Regions from separate parts of the Mus musculus genome. Here region 1 is linked to region 2. A link is a contact called in public HiChIP or PLAC-seq data. All regions are on one chromosome and are shown on one strand. Each heading gives the region's core, a stretch centred on a gene start, on an enhancer-like site or on the middle of the called end of the contact. The rest is flanking DNA. Distances are from core to core; before and after follow the strand shown.

Region 1 (3,208 bases), core at 624-3,123, 640 kb before region 2:
GAGAGGCCCTTGGTCTTGCAAAGATTCTAGGCCCCAGTATAGGGGAATGCCAGGGCCAGGAAGTGGGAGTGGGTGAGTTGGGGAGCAGGGGGAGGGGGAATATTATAGGGGATTTTCATAGAGGAAACCAGGAAAGGGGATAACATTTGAAATGTAAATGAAGAAAATATCTAATAAAAAAGTAAATCTAAACAAACAAGCTACACAAATGCTCTACCACTGAGTTACACCCCTGCCCACTTTTAGCTTTTTATTAGTTACCTTAGGGATGCGTTTAACATGCAGTTATTATAAACAGTATTGCTATTAGATTAGCACTTGTGTTTCTCAAATGCTGTATTGTTCTTGTGTTCTTTCACGCATTGCCTTCTCATGGTCGGTGCCTTCGGCTTACTGATTTGAGCCACAGTTTATTAAGAAACATGATTCTTCAGTTCTCCCCATTCCTTTTCCTTGGGGTCTCCCAAGTTCCCGAGGGGAGGCACCCAATGGAGATGTCTAATTTGGGTTTTCTCGTTGCCTAATGTTTGGCTGTGGGTCTCTCTGAATCTGCGCCCATCTGCTACTAGAGAAAGCCCTTCTGATTACAATTGCTCGGTACCAATCTATGAATGTAGCAGAATATTGTTACAGTCGAGGACACCAGAAAAAATATGATCCACAGAATGAACTAAGCAGAGCTCATAGGAGCTCACAGAGACTAAAGTAGAAATTACAGAGCCTGCCTGTCTGTACTGGGTCCTTTGCCTATAAATTGTTCTGTACCTTGCTGTTTTGTCGGACTCCTAACAGTGGGAGGGAGGTGTCTATGACTCATTTTCCTACTCTTGGAACCATTTTTTCTTCTACTGGGTTGCCTTGTGCAGCCTTATGAGGGTTTGTGCTTAGTGTTATTGTAACTTGTTATGTTGTGATTGGTTGATATCCCTCTGAGCCCTGCTTTTTCTGAAAGAAAGTGGATCATACGGAGAGTAGAGGTAATGTGAAGCAGAACTGGGAAGAGTGTGTTGGAGGGGAGAAACTGTGGTGAAGATGTATTGTATGAGATAATAATAATAATAATAATAATAATAATAATAGGAGGAGGAAGTTGAGAAAGAAAAGGAGGAGGAGGAGGAGGGAAAATTTCTTCTGTTTGGAGCACCAATAATTGCCTGTGGGATATGTTACATATTTCTTTCAGAAATATTAGTTGTAAATCTTAATAATGCAATATTGAATTTTTAAGTGGGTTATACTTTAACTGGAGGAATGTAACTGAATGGATAAGGAAACTGTACAAACCTCTGACCACGTGTCAGAAGGTACAGGGTTTTCCTTTCCTTTGAGCTGACTCTTCAGCCTCCTTTAGTCCACATGGTCCTATAAAATGCTGAAATGATTTACTAAGAGCATCACAGAGAGAGCTGAAGTAAGCAAGAGCATCATTGTTTACCTTGGTTAAATGCTGTATACTTTCCTTATGTTCTGCTCTTTGCTATAAAGACAGTGTGTGTGTGTGGGGGGGGGGAGTGATACAAAACAAAACATGGTATCTTTCTCTACACTGTACCACTGCAAGAAGACACAGTGAGAAATAATGAATGTTGTAGAAGCCACTCACAACGTATTAGCCAGGGATGGCTGATGGAATGTCAATTTTGTATCCTGCTCCAAAATTCTTGCTCCTCTTTGAATTTTAACTTCTCCTTTTCATTTTACAATGTCCTTTAAGGAAAGGGAATGAGTTATCTGACAAATTTAGATTTTGCTAACTTGTGCATTGAAGAGAAGGCTATTGAAGTACAATTCAGAGAAAGGTTTTCAACACACAACTGTGTCATTTCCTTTCCTTGTGGGCTAGATGCTGAAATACTGTGAGATAAAGATTTTAGGTTTCAATTGTAAAGAGAGGGAAGTGGATAAATCAGTGCTGTCTTCTTTACCAGCAATGACAAAAGAGGTATAGTTTAATTTATTTCTTATTTAAATTACTTATGTTGACAGTGAGTCTACTCTTGTACAAGTGTGTATGTGTGTGTGTGTGTGTGTGTGTGTGTGTGTGTGTATGTGTGTGTGTGTGTGTGTGTGAGAGAGAGAGAGAGAGAGAGCACAACAGACAGACAGACAGAGTATCTGATCAATAATTTCTAGTAAACTCTTATTCTACCACTAGTAGTTTAGTTTTGTTGCTTAACAGGTAAACTGGTAGTTAAAATTCTTGACATTGTCTTCAATAAAAATATAATACATATGCACAAAACAAACTAATTTGTAGTCAGATTAGCAAACAAACTTTGTCACATAACTATGTGTGTTTTGTTAAAATGCTGGCTTTGTTTAAAGTATTTTTTATAGCTTAGTGTGTTTCCTTGCCATTTTCTTCTTGTGAAATTTCTGGCTTTAACCTGATTGCTGTATTAATATTTCTTTGCTTAGAGAGTGAATGGCTGCCGAGTCTCTTCTGCTGCAACAGTTTGAATTACATATGAGGAAGAGATACAAAGAAAAAAAATACAGTTAATTTTGTAAGAAGTTCACAATTTAAAGCATATGGCCAAGCAGAACTAATATAATTCGGGCTTCTTCCGTAGAATAAAATTAGTTTTTGTAACTACTATGTGAATGGGAGGAGTTATTGCTTTAAAGGCAAAAGTGTTGGTGGGATGTTACAATTTAGGGTGATTTGGATGGGTGGGTAAGCCTTGCACAGCATAAAATTGGGCTGGTGTTATCACTGGCCATGTGGAACTGTGGCAGAGAAGTGACAGAGCTGAAATGATGAATGTATGGGGCAGCACCAGGGAGCTCACAGTATATGAGCGCATCAAACCTGATGGTCCTCACTTCCAGCTGTATAACATTGAGTAAATACCTAAGCCATTTATGTCTTGGTTTCCTAAATGCAAGATTAGGAGAGAATCTGTCTATAGAGCTCACAGAACTGCCTTGAAGCTAAAATAAGCAAAACTCATAAAGTAATACAGAATCGTAAAAAATGCTGATGCAGTTTATTGCCAGCTCTGTAGTAGGCAAGCTTAAAAATTACTTCAGTCTTCAAGTATTCCTTTACATTGATCGTATATTAACATTTTACACATATAAAAATTGTTCAAAGCTTTAAAAATAATCCCTGCTTTCTTAAAGTCATTTAGCTAAAAGAATGATATATTCGTCTTTCCACTTAGGAACAGTTTGTTAATTTTTTTATTTTTTCTGTTTTCATTTT
Region 2 (3,167 bases), core at 592-3,091:
TTCTCATGAACTGAATTTAAGACTCTGAAAAATATGTACAAGACACAAAGTGCTGGAAAAACCTAACTAGTTTGTGGTGGAAGTTCGATTTCAAGTTAACAGTAGGGCTTCTCCAACTTCTTATCAAAATACCAAGAATTTTGTACAAAAAAAAAAAAAGTTAGCGGGGGAAGAGGAGGAAGAGGAAGAGGAGGGGGAAGAGGAAGAAGAGGAGGAGGAGGAAGAAGAGGAGGGGGAGGGGGAAGAGGAGGAGGAGGAGGAAGAGGAGGAATAGGAAAAGGAGGAGGAGGAGGAGGAGGAGGAGGAGGAGGAGGAGGAGGAGGAGGAGGAGGAGAAAAAATCTCAAGGTGGGGGGAGGGGGCCAGGAAAGGCAATTGTGAATACTGAGGTGGTTTCAAGCAAAGCTGATGAGAGAGAGCACTGAAGAAGGCTCAGCTGTTAGAGCACTAGCTTCTCTTCCAGAAGGCCTGGTTTCAATTCCCAGCACCCACATGATAGCTCACAACCCGCTGTGACTCCAGTTCCAGGGGATCAGATTCCTCCTAGGACACCTACCCAAGTGGTGCACAAATCACACACATTAACATTTCATTTCTTTTTAATTAATGAAGGAAAATGATTACAATGTGCGCTCACTCACTCCCTACCCTACTGATAAGAAATTCTGATAATAAACTGAACCAGATTCTTTTTTATGAGCCTCGTGACTTGTGTAATTTCAACAGAAAAACCCATCTTCAACCGTATAAACAAAATACTCTTACCAAACTGGTCTACAATTAAAAATCCTACTCAATTCCAAAGCAAATGCTTTTGTGAAGCGAACAGACCAGATTAATTCTGCACAACTGAGCTCGAATTATTCTACCACCCACTTAGATTCGTCAAATCTCAGCCTTGGCCCTAGAGATAGGTTGAAATTGAAATCAGGTGACCCAAACTTCCCAAATAAATATGCATAGTGTAAAAGCTAAAAATAAAAATGCGACTGTTCTCTTGATCACACACTGAGGTTGAACACAGACATAAGCATTCAGTTAGTTCTACAAGGGTATTATTAGGAATACAGAATGAATAACACGCTCAATGTGACGTCTTAACATAAAGAAGAGCAGAATAATGGGTAAATAGTTCCTCTGTGCTTGCAAGTACTCCCCTTAGGGTATTTTCACACCCAGCAAGCCCTTTAGGAACACCAGCATCCAAAGTCCGGCCTACACCTGAGGCACACAGCACAGCTAGGGTCTCAGAAGCACCAGCTTTCAGACTTCAGCTCACACTTTCAGGATGTAGGAGTAGGGTCACCCTCAGCACTCACAACCCGTGGCGCCCAAGGGACACGCCCAACCCGCTCCCGCCCACGTAGCTCCCGCCCCCGGGGCGCCCACGTCCCCGCTGCCTAGCAACGCGGCGGGGCTTCCTAGCAACGCGACAAACTCCAGCCCTCCCCCGCCCGGAGGCGACCGCCCGAGGGATCCAGCCTACCTCCTTTTTCTTCTGTCCGCCCCCGAGCTGGATGCAGAGCAGCAGCAGCAAGAGGAGGAAGGGAAAGCTACCAGTAGGCAGGTAGCGCAACCGGCGGCCCGCCTGTCTCCGGCGTGAAGGAGCGGCCCTGGCACTCATGGCCGCAGGGCTGTGTCTCCTCCACGCGCGGTAGCCGTGCGCGCCCAGCTCCTACCGTGCCCGCGCCCGCCAGGCCAGTCGCCAGCAGCCTCTCCTGGCCAAGGCCTCGGGGTGGCAGCGGCTTCTCCAGGGAGCTGGGTGGAGGCTAAGGACGCGGAGGAGGAGGAGACTGACAGCGCATCCGGTTCACCAGGAGAGGGACAAGAATGGCGCGGGATGGAGCAGGAAGTGGGCGTGGCGAGAAAGCGGCTCTGTGCGCGCGCGTCTCCGCTGCTCTCTCCGGGGCTTCCTGTGTGCAAGCATCAAGAAGTAACCCCTTGCTTTCACCTCTGACCCAACGCTGGGCTGCCCACTAAGCACACAGGGCACAGGAGTGTGCAATGAGCCCGTTGAGCCAACCTGCCATCTGGATCAGGAGGACATCCCGCTGCCTTCTTGCACCAGAAGGTTCCCATCACTTTAATAAGTTGCTAGGGACCCCTATATGTATTCTCTTGAGGTCCTTACCACACTTGAAACACAACATAGTTGCCTGGATGTACATGAGTGTTCTACACTTTGCCCCGGGGTTTCTTCCACCTCCCATCAGGGCCCTTAGAAGCCAACCTGGCTAGAAGCTATTCATTCACTATTCATGAAGTTAGCAGCATTGCTCTAGAAACTAACAACATTTTTCTATTCAAAAATGAATAGAGCGTAATAAAGGCATCTTGTAACTGCATTGTTTCCTCTACCTAAAGATTTTTTTCTCTTGTACGATAAACACCTTTGATAGTCTGATGAAAAACCTAAAGACATTGAAAGTACTTTTAACTGCATAAATTATACACACACCCATATATATTTATGTATATATATATATAATTATTAAGGAATCCATTATAAAGCAAATATTCACATTGAAATAATTCACTTTGCTAACCAACAAATACTTGTAGTGGGGAGATATTAGACAATATTGTAAATATGAGAAACAATAGTTAAATGCTAGACATGACAAAAGGTCACAAAAGTGCAGGGGCATAGCTAATAAGTCACATGAGAGTCAAACAGTGCTCACAGATGGCATCTGACAGCAGTTTCAATCTTGTGATTTTTGATGTAGTGATCACAACATTCTATGTGACCTGTAGCAACTAGGCTATGATATGGCAAAGCCAGTTTCCATACAAAAGTAATAAATACTGCTGATTTGGCATAGTGTAGGATGAAAAAAAAAAGTTGTTCCACAACCACAGGAAATTTTAGTAAACATTTCATAGACACATTAACACTCAATATTTATGTGGTACAGCTAGAAAAAGATGAAGCAGCAATTCAAACTTTGGCAGTTCAGCCCTGTATCCATGCACATGCTACATCACCTTATTTAAAGTTTTATTTATTCTTATTGTATGTATATGAGTGTTTGCCTGCATATGTGTACGAAATGCACACCTGGTGTCTACAGAGGCCAGCAGAGGGTATCTAAGCACCTAGAACTGGAGTTACAGATGGTTGTAAGCCATCATGTGAAAATGCTAGCAATTTAACTCAGGTCTTCT

What was found. HiChIP or PLAC-seq counts read pairs in DNA pulled down with a chosen protein or histone mark.
Region 1: a contact with region 2 is called in an H3K4me3 HiChIP or PLAC-seq map of bone marrow-derived macrophages, with 8 times the contacts expected there. The contact joins the promoter of Msr1 here to the promoter of Tusc3 in region 2. A contact is called at or near these places in 2 of 39 promoter capture datasets (hippocampal neurons and liver), 2 of 115 datasets of contacts at active chromatin or transcription factors (both in bone marrow-derived macrophages) and 1 of 9 other capture datasets (macrophages).

The regions. Positions count from the first base shown.
Region 1 is chr8:39,641,343-39,644,550 of GRCm38.p6, reverse strand. It overlaps Msr1 (macrophage scavenger receptor 1), which reads left to right and starts at 1,873. Exons shown (of 10, transcript NM_001113326.1): 1 at 1,873-1,942. The coding sequence starts at 1,931.
Region 2 is chr8:39,004,519-39,007,685 of GRCm38.p6, reverse strand. Tusc3 (tumor suppressor candidate 3) reads right to left here and starts at 1,841. Exons shown (of 10, transcript NM_030254.4): 1 at 1,486-1,841. The coding sequence starts at 1,623.